2 separate regions of the Oryctolagus cuniculus genome follow, and region 1 is linked to region 2. The links are chromatin contacts, called in public Micro-C maps. All regions are on one chromosome and are shown on one strand. Each heading gives the region's core, a stretch centred on a gene start, on an enhancer-like site or on the middle of the called end of the contact. The rest is flanking DNA. Distances are from core to core; before and after follow the strand shown. Region 1 holds the start of SLC44A1 (solute carrier family 44 member 1). Region 2 holds the start of ABCA1 (ATP binding cassette subfamily A member 1).

Region 1 (7,370 bases), core at 2,686-5,185, 290 kb after region 2:
AAAAAAAAAAAAAAAAAAAGACTAATGAAAAATTAAAAGTCATTCAGAAAATGAATAGGGAAAATGCTATACTCCAACACATGTTCACAGTAAGCATTTTTAGAACATTTATAAGATGTCTGATCTTGCAACAAAAATCCAAGTGAAGCCATAAACAAAAGCCACGGTTATTAATTAACACTGGAGAAACAGTGAGTTACATGTGTGGGCAGAAACAAAGTTGCAGAGCTGAGGATTTATGAATCTCTTTGGAGTCTTGTTGGGAACAATGTTGTCTTTTTTCCATTACACTCCTGAGTTCAGGAAAGCTCAATCTGGGTGAGTTTCTAACCTCTGGCTTAGGCTGCTAACACATCTGAGAGAGCCACTCCTACCTCTCTGTAATGAATGAACAGTTACAGTCCTTGGTTACAATCAGTTTTCGCTTTCGGAGTGTCTCCCAGGGGTGGTAAGGGAATGCTCAGAGGAGGAGGTTGTGAGGTGGATCTGGCAGCTGGGGCTCTGTTGAAGTGACTATGCTCTTGTGGGATGCGGCTGTGAACACAGTATGTGCTTCAATGTAAATAACACAGTCAAAGCACCAAATGCCACAGTGTTTAAATTAGACAACTATTCTGAGCAGCTATAGACACACTCACGTTATAAATGCATTTATATTGCTGTTACCGAAAAACCTGAACTTACGTAAACAATGAGTCAGGTTTTATGAAAATCATTACAAAGTTCAGCGTTTCCACGCCGTGAATGGCCAGCACCAAGCCCTTCATCTGAAGCTGGAAACCCTGAAATTCATATGGCCAATTATGTAATACTAGACCATTGGGAAACGCTTCTGGCTGGCTCAGCTGGTGATCTGATTTTACCCTGCACCACCAAGATTGATAGACCTCATAATTTTATCCTGGTTAGTGCAGATGCTGTTCTTACATAAGTTCTTGAAAAACTCCCTTTATCCAGAAGAAAAAGAAATAAAAACCTACACTCTTCTAAAGGGATTTGCCCTGATGACATCTCAAGGTGGTAAGATCAGTACCCTGAGTACTGGCTAGAGAAAAAAAAAAAAAACAAAAAAAACAAAAAAAACCTCTTTCCTGTTTTCTAAATTCTCTGTAGCTTAATTTCATTGAATGCTGTGTATACTTGTTTACAAGAAAGAGTGAAAAGGAACTATAATTTGCCCCCTTCGAAATCACTCCTTTTATGAGGCTTCTTGGGGCATGAGAGGGATAGTAAAGAGACTGGATCTTACAAGGCACAGAGTATAAATGCAGGGCCTTTAGCTTCTCTCATGCTACTGACTCTACTGACAGGGAGGTATAATTTTAAAACATCACATTCATATGCATGTATGATGCATACATACATAATTAGCATACTTACAAGGCATCTTGCAGAACTTTAGAACTCCTAGTTCTATTAACCCTTCAAGGGAAAATTGGATTTCAGATCTGTCAAGCACAGTGAAATGTGTCCCCTTTCAAGGATATGCACCCATCATCCATGTCTAGGAAAGAGAGCTCCCAAAAAGTAAACTACATTTTTATGAAGCAGTCTGTTCCGGATTTATCTGCTTCTACAGTTCTAATTACAAAATAAGCACTAGCTACTACGTGGACAACTGCACTCACCAAAAAGATTTTTATAATCTGGGAGAGATGCTTCCATACTGACTCTGCTAAGAGAAACAGCTCCCCTTTCCTTGATTATAAAAAAGGAAGACAGATGGCTTCTTGTTTAAGACTGTAATTTTACTTTCAGCCTCCTCCCTCAGTTAAAAACAAGATGTACTTTTCTGGCTTTGAGAGGAAATCTCAAGGGAAGGATTTTTATTCCTGGATGCATTGAATAATTCAACAAACAGTTGAGAGAGCTGAGGGAGATACAAAAGAGAAAATACTTTCCCTTGTTCTCAGGGAGTTTATAATCTACTTGTGAACCACAGCCATTACATTTTTATTTCTTCACTTCTATTTAACGGCCTGATGGTCACCAGCAAAACACTTAGGACTCCTCAGCCCTGTGGTATGGGGGGCCCTCTGATCCTACTGGGAGACAGGCAGAGTGCAAAAGAACGGACGCTCTCCAAGTGGTACTAGAGTGCTTCCTGACCTTCCAGCTGTGCCCTTACCAATCTAATCTGGACAACAACCCGCTGCAGTTATCCTTGTTACCAGCATTTCAAAGGGGAGGAGAAGGAGGTTTAGAGAAGTCACTCATTCGCAGTCCACAGACCCAGGAAATGGTCTTGGTGCCCACCAACTAGGAATTCTCTCCTGGCCTTTTCTCTGATTGACCTCAGGCTCGCATCCCAACCTGGCTTTGCTTAGATTCCCTTTCAATGCCCATGAAGTCAACTCTTGTGATTTTTCTTGACCTTCGAGGCTGAGTAGTCTCTACAACTTGCTAGCTTTTATTTGGCCAGTTGCTCATTCCAGAGTCTCACTCCCTTGCATCTTTACAAATCGTTTCTTTTCTTTTCTAACCGTTGTATCTTTCAGACATTTTTGGCAAGATGAAATGAGACACGAAGCTGCTTATAATGGTCTTTGGGATGCAGTTCTGTTAATATTAAACAGCCTCTTTCAGTTTCTTTCCTGCCACCTTTAAACTGTTCTCATCTCATACTACTTCTTTAAGAATTTATTTATTTTCATCTTTTTATTCAAAAGGCAGAGAGACAAACACAAACAGACTTTCCATCAACTGCTTCAATCCCCAAATGCCTGCAACAGCTGGGGTTGGGCCAGGCGCAGCCAGGGGTCAGGAACTCACTCAACCCAGGTCTCCCACAGGACTGTCAAAGACCCAAGTATTTGGGCCAACACCTGCTGCCTCCTAGGGACTGGAATCAGGAGCAGAGCCAAGACTCCAACCTAGACATGGGACGCGTGTGTCCGAAGCGACTCTGAACCACTGGGCCAAAAGCCAGCCTCGCACGGCGTTTCTAGGGATGCTTTGGGGGATGGAACATTTTTTTAGGTAGTGGCCATGTCTAGTAGCTTCAGGGAAGACAGCAGGAACTTTTGTTTTCACCTCTTTATTCTCATTGCTTTTAAGTTACTGGAACTTAGTATCTTCTCAGTAAACATTTTTAGTATGAATGAAATGAATGAACCCACTTACTGGGTTTTGTGAACGCTCCTGTATAAGAAAGCTTAGTTCACACTCCATACTCTTTTGACTCTAGAGCCTGGAAAACTTTTTGGCTTTTTTCCCCATTTCCGGTTGGTTCTTCATTTCAATTTCAAACTTGAGTGCGTTTCATTTAACTCTTGTCCCCTTGAAGGTTCAGTTTTCACATCGGCAAAATGGGGCAATGGCAACGAATGCTTGTTTCTGTTCCTCTATCACCCATTCCTTCTCCAGGGCAGGTTTATGCTGGACGCGTTCCTCTGGATACAAAAGCAGCCAACAACGCTGCAAGAGACCATCAAGTTTCCCAGCTGTGTATTCACCAGGGGAGAAGGAGAAGCTCCGTGTGCCTCCACGGTCCGGAAGCAACCCGGCCCCATTTCGGCAGCGAGCCTGCCCGGTCCTTGGGCGCCTCAGCCCCAGACGCCCTCTCGCCCCGAGGCAATCCTCAGCCTCGGTGCCACCGCGAAATGGGCCCGGCGCCGCGCAGGCTCCGACGCGCGCCCAAGGGTCCGGCCTCGTGCTGGCTGCCGCCGCCCTGCCGCCCGCGCGGCGCTGCACTGGGGGCGGGGAGTCTGATGGGAGACGCGCGCGGCGCTGAGGAGGCGGCGGCCCGGGAGAGGGAGCGGGAGAGGGACTGGGCGCGGGAGGCGGGAGGCGGGGGACAGGGGGAGGCGCCGCCGCCGCCGCCGCCGCCCGCCCCTTTCCGCTGGGAAGCAGCTGCAGCAGCAGGAGCGGAGCAGGAGCCGCGCAGCCGCCGCCGCCGGGGGATGTGGCCGGCGCCTGCCCCGAGCCGCGCCGCCTCCTGAGTGCCCGCCGCCGCCGCCAAACCGTCAAGCCGTGCGGGGCCAGGCCGCGCCCTCCCCGGGCGCCCGCCGGCTCGCATGCCGAGGGGCTCCGGGGCGTAGCTGCGCCCGGCGCCGCCTCCGGGCTCCCCCGGCCCCGCCATGGGCTGCTGCAGCTCCGCCTCCTCCGCCGCGCAGGTGAGGGGCGCCCGCCTCCCGGCCGCCCGCCCGGATGCCTCCCCCGCGCTGCGCCTCGCTGTCGGGCGCCCGACGCTTCTTGCTGCCCCGGCTGCCCTCAGCGCCCCGTGCGCTCCCGAGACCCCCATCCCGGCTCTCCCGCCTTCAGGCGCCCCCGCCGGGCCCCCCGCGCGCGCCCTCTGCATCTCCGGCCCCTTCCCGACTTGGCCTCCCAGGCACACCTGAGCGGCGCGTCCCGCTCGCCGCAGGTAGAGGCGACGCGGGCGCCTCCTCTCCGCCCCAGAGGGCAGCGCTTCCCTGTCCCCCGGGCCCTGCTCCCCTTCCCACCTCGCCCTCCGCTGACTCTTTTCTGTGCACCCCCAGCTTGGGCGCGTTCCCTCCGGGTTCCAGTTTCTGCTCCATCGTATATGTTGTCCCTTCCCTCCTGCCAGCCGCCCCCGGCCGGGTTCAAGTACTCCAGGGTCCCGGAGCCCTGCCCCGGCCCGCTTCCCGGTCCCATCCCCCCTTTGTGCCTTGACCCCGGGCACCGCGGCCTCTTCGCACCGGAGGCCCCTGCGGGAGCGCGGGCACTGGGCTGGGGAGCAGATTGGGCACCTGGTGGGTGACGGGAGCGTTGCGGAAACTCCCTCTTTGTTGCCAGTGTAACAGGAGGAAGAGGTGCCGAATTTAGTTTTTCTGTGGGCACTGGCTGAATGTTGTCGCGGAGGGCTCGGATGCAGAGATTTCGCCCAGCTCCTACCCTGCCCCCATCCAAATTTCGGCAGCCTCCTTCCCTCTTTGCGATCCGAGCCCTTAACCTGGGTGGAAATGTTTATAGACAACTGTCTAAGGATCAAACGTAATGGAACTTGACTGCTGGCCACTAATAACTGAGAGGACCTGTTTGTAAATTACCTAATTTACTGGATTAGTGAGTGTATTTACAAATACGATAAAAAGCCATCAGGAATACTGCATCAAACTGAGTGCTGGTGGTGTATGAAAAATAGGCTCTAACAACGCCTGCGATGTCATCGCCACAGTTTCATTAGCGTAGAATTTGACTGTGGTCTGCGATCTGTTTGTTTTGAGGGGGAGAAAGGGGCTCTTGTTTTTAGGAATAAAGGCTGGTTGTTTTGGGTGAAGAAAAATGCTAGTTTGGGGGGAACATTCCTCCAGAGATCTAGCATCTGTGATAATGCCAGAAGTGTTTTGCTGCTGCTCACCGACTATATATAACTCAGTTTTAAATAACCTGCATACTTGTTCTGAAAATCCAAGATCTGTTAGAAAATGACTAGCATTGCAGATGAATGGAGGGCCTTTATGTTTTGTGAGATCTCCCTCCTGTCTGTCCAGTTCTTAGCCTCGCTGGTTTACTTAGTTAAATATTCCTATTCAGTTGGAATCGCAAGGAAAAACTGCATGTGGTGGTTTAGGCAGCAGGGGCTTGCTCTAGGTTTTCCTGTTAACATATAAAGGTGCAGAATCACACTCACCTTTCAGTTGGTTCTGAATCTAGGGGGAGGGATGTACTTGGGTGCTGTACATCTAATATTTAGTTAAGTCTCATTTTCACCAGAAAGGTGTATTTCATATTTACCTTTCAGAATTGGGTTACTTTTTACATCTTGTTTTGGTGGTGAAATGCCTTTAAGATAGGAAAGTATCGATAGTTTATGGATGGCTTCTCCAGTGCGTGAATAATTAAATTTGGGAGGGATGGATGCCACAGCAGAGCTCTGCTTTAATAACAGGTAGTGTCTGAAAAAAGCATTTGTCGGTCTCCTGCTTTTCACAATGCTGTCACATATGTTTTCTTTGCTTTTTTTCTTCCTCTCCTATCCAGTTTCCTTCATACCATGTTCCACAGACAAGACCCTTGTCATGCACCCAAGGGGTGCCTTTTTATTTATTTATTTATTTTGTCGTGGATTCCTATAACCAATCAGCAACTGTCACATGCCTTTGAGTTCAGCTTTAGGGACTTGTACTCAGTGGAGCATTGAAGAGTAGGCTTTCTGCCAAAGGGCTGGTCATCATTTTTTTTTTTTTTTCTTATTTGAGATTTTAGGCATTGTTCATTTGTGAAGTTTTACTGTCTGCTGGCATTTTAAAGCCCCTTTTCCTAGCAACACCAATTTTAGATACTATTGTATCTGTCTGTGTGGTATAGAAACAAAAGAGGGAGTAACTTTAAATCTAGATGCATGCCTTGTGGTCATGTGGAGCCTGCCTTGGGGGCCTCAAATGTCTTTTCAGTCAGTATGTGTTTCACAAACCTTGTCTCCTGGATTTTAAGCTGCTTGAGTATAGCGACCCCTTTTGTTTTCCTCATCTTTGTATATACTACAATGCCTCACTGCACTTTGTACATAATAATTGATCAGTAATAGTCACTGAATAAAATCAATGCTGTTTAGAACATTTGGCTGGCAAGTGACATTGAATGTGAATCTACTGTTTCTTTTCCATAGACTGTTAGGTGAATCTCACTAAGTCATCCTCTTTGAAACCCAAACTGGAACTGCTTTAAGTTAACATTTACCTGCCTTTCCCACATCATTCCTATTCTATCCATGGTACCATCAGCTTGCAAAGTTGAGTAGGTTTTTCCCTTTCTCCTGATGCCTGGCTCAATGTGTCTATGTTAGGTGGAGTGGGGGCTGTCACACCTTTAAAAGAGCTTGTCTGCAAACTCTAATGAGAACCTGCATAGCACATCACAACATACTTCAAGGAAATCTGCAGTCCAGCCTAGCTTTTCCCAGCAGTGTCGGCAGCAAATATAAAGCCTGGCAGGTTTTATCCATGTAAATAAACTAGGGAGTGACTTTTGGAATAAAATGTATTTTCACTTAAAGTCTCTTGCTGTGTTGTAGACTTCTAAACTTTTATCTTTTGTAACCTGTCCTGGTGTTAATTTCATTTTCTTGGCAGTGTCTGGATATCATGATTTCCCATCAAAATAATTATCCTGCTTTAGGATTTAGATGAGGGAAAAGTGTCATTCCCTGCTAGTATTTCATTGTGAAGGAGGAGTTATTGGCAAAGCAATTTGTGCTGTATCAGGTATGTACATGTAAGAATCTCAGAATGAGCATCTAGTGAGGCAGGTCTTAACTCTTAATTATTTTTTTTTAATTAGTGACCATTATAAGTTATTTACTGATACTAGTAGTAATTGCTCAAAACAAGCCAATACATGAGAGCCTTTGCCTAAAGTCTTTTTGAAGGGAATATAAAAGTAAGATAGTCTTGAGTTACTTTTTACAG
Region 2 (6,797 bases), core at 4,293-6,792:
CAGTAGGTCAAGAGTAAGCATAGGGCCGGCGCCGTGGCTCAACAGGCTAATCCTCCACCTAGCAGCGCCAGCACACCGGGTTCTAGTCCCGGTCAGGGCGCCGGATTCTGTCCTGGTTGCCCCTCTTCCAGGCCAGCTCTGCTGTGGCCAGGGAGTGCAGTGGAGGATGGCCCAAGTCCTTGGGCCCTGCACCCCATGGGAGACCAGGAGAAGCACCTGGCTCCTGCCTCGGATCAGCGCAGTGCGCCGGCCGTGGCGGCCATTGGAGGGTGAACCAACGGTAAAGTAAGACCTTTCTCTCTGTCTCTCTCTCTCTCACTGTCCACTCTGCCTGTCAAAAAAAAAAAAAAAAAAAAAGAGTAAGCATAGGAGTCTGTGCTGTGGCACAGCAGGTGGAGCCGCTGCCTGAAGTGCCAGCATCCCATGTGGGTGCCAGTTCAAGTCCTGGCTGCTCCACTTACGATCCAGCTCTCCGATATGGCCTGGGAAAGCAGTAGAAGATGGCCCAAGTCCTTGGGTGACTGCACCAGTATGGGAAAACCAGAAGAAACTCCTGGCTCCTGGCTTCGGATTGGCCCAGCTCCGGCCATTGTGGCCATCTGGGGAGTGAACCAGTGTCAAATAAAAGGACTTCATTTTAAAAAAGAGTAAGCATAACTTTTTACTGAGAGAGGTTTTCAGAGAGTTTATTTCTAATTTGTTATACTAATTAATAAGAAAAGCTGTTCCCATGCTAGTTCACTTTGATAAGGCAGACTGAAACTTTTTTCTAAGAAATGGGTAAATCTGATATTGAGGCAATAACAGCAGTAACTGAGGAAGAGCTTATTCCAAGAGGTCCACAACATAATTAGGCCTAGGACAAATAGGAATCACATAGTATCAGAACCAAAAAATAACCACCAAAGTTAGGGCTAACAGCTCAACTCACAGTTCTTCTCCCCTTTTCTTTTGTTCCTAATGCTTTCAGAGCCAAATACCCTGACATTCTATTTTCGAGGTCTGACACAAGAAGACATTTGAGATCAGAGTCTACTTACAAATATCTGATTGAAGCAATAGTATAGTTTTCATTTTAAACCAAACTAAAAAATTATTAGAGTTGAGTAAATTTTACTGTCTGTTCTTTGCATGGTTTGGCGATCCCTAGGCAGCCAACGTCTCAACCGGCTGAAGAGAATTTGGCTGGCTCACTCATGGCAACAGGAAAATACAATTCAGACTGTGGATTCTGATAAGGGCTACAGCAGATGCATGCAGAGAATACACTAAGCATCCTTAGAAGTGCCCTGCTCACACAGCAGCTGAAATCCTGCCACCCCGTTGTTTAATGTGGAAGTTAAAGAATTCTGGAACTTACTGGCTAAGTCCAAATCTTAGCTCTGCCACTTGCAAAACGTGTGGCCAGGGACAAGCTACTTGGCTTCTCTGTTTTTCAATCTGTAAAATAGGGATAATAATGGGTTTGTTGTGAAGATTAAGCAAGTATTTAGAACAATACTTGACACATAGTACTATGTAAGTGTCTATCAAATAAACATTGCAGGGGTGAGTGAGAAGTGCAGTAAAGATGCCACTTGGGAATGCCTGCATCCTACATCGTGTGACTGGGTTCAAGTCCTGGCTCCACTTCCAATTGCAGTATTCCTGCTAATGTGCATCCTGGAAGGCAGCAGATGATGACTTGAGCACTTGGGTCTCTGTCACCACGTGGGAAATCTGGATGGAGTTCTGGGCTCCAGACTTCAGCCAGGCCCAGGCCCAGCTGTTGCTGCAAGCATTTGAGGAGTGAACCAGCAAAAGAAAGATTTGTGTGTGTCTGCCTTTCAAATAAAATGAAAATAAACTTCAAAATTTATTCAAAAAATAAAAATTGTAATATCTTTGGCATTCCTGGAAATTCTCCCATGCAGATATGAAAACGGTCTCCATTTTTAGAGTAAGCCCACTCCCAGCACATAAAGTATTCAGAATCTTCTGAAAATTGATGCTTGAATAATTGACCACAAGAAACATCATAATTGCATTAGTTCTTTAGTATCTAGATTCAAGAATATTTTAGAAATGCAAAAGCCACATACATTTTGATATTTTCTTTGATATCCAAAGGTTTTTAATTTAAAAGAGTGTAAAGCAATATCCATTTAAATATTTTAGGAGATAAAATTGAAAAAGCAAAGATCTTAATTTTTTTGTTGTTTCTAATTTCTTTTTTTAAAGCTTTTATTTCATGAATGCAAATTTCATAGGTACAACTTTAGGAATACAGTGGTTCTTGCCCCCCATACCCACCCTCCCACCACCATTCCCATCCCATTCTTCATTAAGATTCATTTTTAATTAAATTTATAAACAGAAGACCAACTGTATACTAAGTAAAGATTTCAAGTTTGCACCCACACACACACACACACACTACGTGTAAGGTACTGTTTGATAAAAAGTTTCACAGTTAATTCGCAAAGATCTTAATTTGCAATCACTACAGTATAGCATAAACATCCTGGTTTATGGGAAAGGAGACACACCCACACCCACCCCCCAAAAAAAAAGCCAGAAAAATATTCCAACTCCTCTCTCTGTATTAGGTAAGTGCTACAAAAGGTAGTAAAAAGCTGAGTTGCTGAGTTTCATTCATTTTTAATGTTTGCCTTGGGACTTCCTTGAGCAGAGGTTGAAAACCATCAAGCCCTAATCACCCTTCTCCAACCTTAGACTAATGGACGTTTCACATGAACTGTAAACACACTGAGCCGCAGTTGTCCAGCGTCCACTACACACTTCATTTAGAAGTCAGTCTAAATGCTCGTAAGCATGCAGATTTCCAGTGCTCCTCTGCAGGGAAGACACCCACACCACAGGTGTCACAGTCACAGATCTGTCACTCTGCAACACCAGGCTGCACCTGCAAAGAAACTCATGAGTGACTCACTACACTACAGTAGCAATTCTTGCCCATTTAGACTGTGGTCATCACGAAGGCTGGAGTCTCCATCCCCTCATCCCTATGGTCCTACTGCTTATTCTCCAATAGATACTGTTTTGTTCTGTATAGCTAATGTTTTCCCAAAAATCCCTATCACAAATTATTTTAATGGTTTATGAGAGCACTTGGGGAACAGGCTCACACCAAAACTGTGTACTTGAACAATTATCCTGTCTGAAGAGAGTCTCCTTGGGAATATTCTCCATGCTCCCATGCTTTCTGTGCTTTGGAAGTTTCTGGTAAGAATGAGAATAACAGGAAGCCCCCATCACTTTTGTGTTAATAGGTTGAAATATAAGAGATGAGAAAGTATTATTTTAGCTGATTTTTTTTTAAGAAGATGTGATAGGTTCACTTTTCTCTCCTTTATTCTTTATTTGAAAGGCAGAGTTACAGAGAGAGAGAGAGAGAGAGGTCTTCCATCAGCTGGTTCACTCCCCAATTGGCCTCAACGGCCAGAGCTGCGCTGATCTGAAGCCAGGAGCCAGGAGCCTCCTCTGGCTCTCTCACGCGGGTGCAGGGGCCCGAGGACTTGGGCCATCTTCTACTGCTTCCCAGGCCATAGCAGAGAGCTGGATCTGAAGTGGAGCAGCCAGGAATTGAACTGGCACTCATATGGGATGCCCACACGGCAGGCAGTGGCTTTACCCACTACGCCTCAGTGCTGGCCCCTTTAGTTTATAAGTTTTGTCTAAAATCAAAACTTGGATCTGGGTTCCAAGCTATTGTTGTCAGTTGTTCTTTATGGGAGTGGGGCTTGGAACATACAGAAAAAGTTACTTGCTGATTTTCACCACCAGATAAGTTGTTTAAAATATCAAATCTGTCCTTGATTTTATGAATGTTTACACCACTCACTTCCTTTCTGAGGTGTCACTGAAAAGTCTTGGGTTTTAAAAGCTGATGGGATCAATGCCCGCACAAAAGGAAAGGCAATTACTTCTAGTGCCAAACACTTTATTATTCTGTCTTCATTTTTCATCTTCTCTCCTGCTTCTGGTAATTCCTGAAAAAGAGATGCACCTACACAAAATCCGGCCACGGGCTGATGCCCCTAGAACCTTCTCTGATTTGGCAATGCTCTGGAGTCAGAAAGAAGGCTAATAAATAAAACAAAAAACAGACGGCCTTTCTTTCACCTCAACCCCCAAGGTTCCTCCCGGTCTGCACCGGGATTCACGATCAAGGAGCCCGCGGGCGCCAACGCCCCGTGGAGTCTTGTCCTACTCCACCACAGGCCGATTCCTAGGCCACCCAGCCAGGAGGCGCTGCGGGTCAGTCTCTGGGGGCCTCCCGCAGCCGGCGCCCAGCTCCCCCACCCGCACAGCACAGCCTAGCTCAGCCGCCAAGCTGCAAGTTCTGCGCCGCCCGCCGGGGTTACTCGCGGTCATTCTGCTGCACCACCTCTGCCCGGCTTCCCCATCCGTGCCCTGCCTGAAGCTGCCCCCCACGACACGAGCAACAAAGGCCAGGGAGATAGGGCAGAGCGGGGAGGAAGGAATGGGCACCCCAGCTCCAAGTTTCCGCGAGCTCTCCCGAAGTCTTGCGTTTAAAAGGTACAAAACTCATCCCTCCCCCCCCCCCCCATGCGCCAAGGACACCAGCCCCACGGAACGCAGGAAGACGGCAGACAAGCCATCCCCAAGTCAAACAAAACCCCCAAGGCCTCAAGCGAGCAATAGCACAATGGACCCTGTTTGGGACACCTCCTACACGCGTTCTTGGGGGACAAGCAGGCGCAGCTCCAGTCCCCGGGCGCACGGAGTCAAACCCCAGGTCCGAGCCTAACTCAGCCCAAGCTGAGTGGGGCTTCGGAGCTAGCACAGGTCCCGGTGGGCGCTGGCAGACCCGCGGCCAGAGGGGTTTGCATTGGGCTCAGGCGCTCCGGAACAAAGAGAAGCGCTCGGTGCAGGACCCGCGCCTCTCCCGACCGGAGCAGCGGCGCCCCGAGTACGCGCAAGAACCCCCGCCCCGCGGCGCCGCAGGTACCGCTCCTGGGTCTCCAAGCCCGGAGATGATGCCCGGGCTCCACGGCCGCCGCGCGAGCCCCAAGCGCAGCAAGCGCCGGGTCCTAGGGTGGCCGGTCTCGTCTTCAGACACCTTTTCCCATTTACGCCGCCCCACTCTATTCGCATCGCAAACGGTGGGAATGTCGGGGTCCGGACGAAAGTCCCCGAATCCCACCGCTTCCCCACACAATAACACCCAAGTCACTGGAAAGTCTCTTACCTGCTTTCCACTTTTGTTTGCGCCTCTTTCCCCCAACCCCGTGACAAACCCTTCCGGAGAAGGGGAGGAAAAGAAGAGGGGGCAAAAAAAAAAATTAGGGAGCAAAGCGCAGGAAGCAATAGGCCCTGGCTGCGGGGGTCCTGGGGCGCCCCCTGCCCTGTCCGCCCGCGCTTGGGGAGAGGGGTGTCGGCGCGGCTGGGCCGGTCCCGGCCGCACTCACTCTCCGTCGGAATTACTGTTTTTTGCCGCGACTAGTTCCTTTTATAGATTCGGCTGTGCCGGGCGCCGGGGTTACTATCGGTCAAAGCCTGTTCTCTCCCTCCTCCCCGCCCCCCGGCCCGGCCTCTGTTTATGTAGTGCAGTCACTCAGCAGCCAGCACGTGGAGCCGCGGCCCGCCCCTTAAACGGGCGACGTCCGGCCCGGGGCGGAGGGCGGAGGGCGCCGCCTGCACGGCCGGTTTCGTGGGGTCCGGGGGTGGGCTGTCCGCGCCCCTTGCCCCTCCCCGGGCCAGCCAACCCAGGGCTAGTGGAAGACGCGGGTCTGGGGCTGCACCCGAGACTCCTCTGAGTTCCGGGCAGCCAACAGCGCCGGCGGGAACGGTTTCCTCAAAACTTGAGTTTTCCGCCTTCCCCCCCCCACCCCCCGCCCCCGCTTTGTTCGTTTCCTCAGTCGCTGGGATTGGGAGAGAGGGAGCTCCGGGCTGGAACCCCTCGGGACGCCAGCCCTGTAGTCTTTGCTTTCAGCGACCTAAATGGAGTAGGAATGACTGGCTGCTTTTGTTTTCCAACACAAACCTTGCCTTTGGTTTTCCCTGGGAGACCCCCAGCCCCGGCACCCCAGAGCCCTCCGGGGAAGCCTGAAGAGCGTCTTGCTCCACCTCTTCCTAAGTAGAGACGGAGGGCTGGGGGGATGGAACAGTGTGGAGCAGCCTGCTTTTTATTTTCCTGTGACTGGTCAGAGCCCCCGTGATAAATACTCAGGGCTCGTAGGTAAGCTCGTCTGTATTTGCCGAGTGCAGCTCGAGAATCGCGGTTGTGTGAAATTATATAACCTCTCCGGTTTTCCAATGCTCCCTTGGGCTTTTTGGCAGTCAGGAGCAAGAGCACCCAAAAACGTGCGAGGGGCAGAGACAAGAGGGCACGCGGAGGCCCACATACCATCTGTCTAAATATTTAGGTCCTAAATCCAGACAAGGGACGGTAAAATAAACATCTCTTACCTTGACAAAGACGCCTTTGTCGGGCAACCTTGAAGGGCAGGTTCACATTTAGACTGCTCACGGTTTGACCTGATTTTGGCAAGAATGTGGTGGAGAGGGACAGCTGCCCCCAGCCCCGCTCTGCTCCAGCATCTCACAGAACCCCCGCTGCCTGCCTGTGGACACACACCCCCCAACACACACACACACACACACACACACACACACACACCCTGCTTGTGCCCCCTCAACTCCACAGGCACTCGTACCTCTGGACCACAATTCAAGCACAGAGGCCCAAGTCCATGGTTCTGTGAACATTCGAGGACAGAAAATAGGCCCCAGCAGACCCTGCGACTGCACACAAGGATCTTGGGGCAAGA

What was found. A called contact is a pair of places that touch in the nucleus more often than the background predicts.
Region 1: a Micro-C map of ear pinna shows a contact between it and region 2, with 4 times the contacts expected there. The contact joins the promoter of SLC44A1 here to the promoter of ABCA1 in region 2. A contact is called at or near these places in 2 of 6 Hi-C or Micro-C datasets (ear pinna and skin fibroblasts).

What each region holds. Positions count from the first base shown.
Region 1 is chr1:209,052,320-209,059,689 of mOryCun1.1, forward strand. SLC44A1 (solute carrier family 44 member 1) reads left to right here and starts at 3,936. Exons shown (of 16, transcript XM_051855997.2): 1 at 3,936-4,115. The coding sequence starts at 4,080. LOC138844917 (a long non-coding RNA gene) reads right to left here and starts at 4,588. Exons shown (of 2, transcript XR_011381339.1): 1 at 4,443-4,588; 2 at 3,022-3,417.
Region 2 is chr1:208,760,554-208,767,350 of mOryCun1.1, forward strand. ABCA1 (ATP binding cassette subfamily A member 1) reads right to left here and starts at 5,543. Exons shown (of 49, transcript XM_051855993.2): 1 at 5,216-5,543.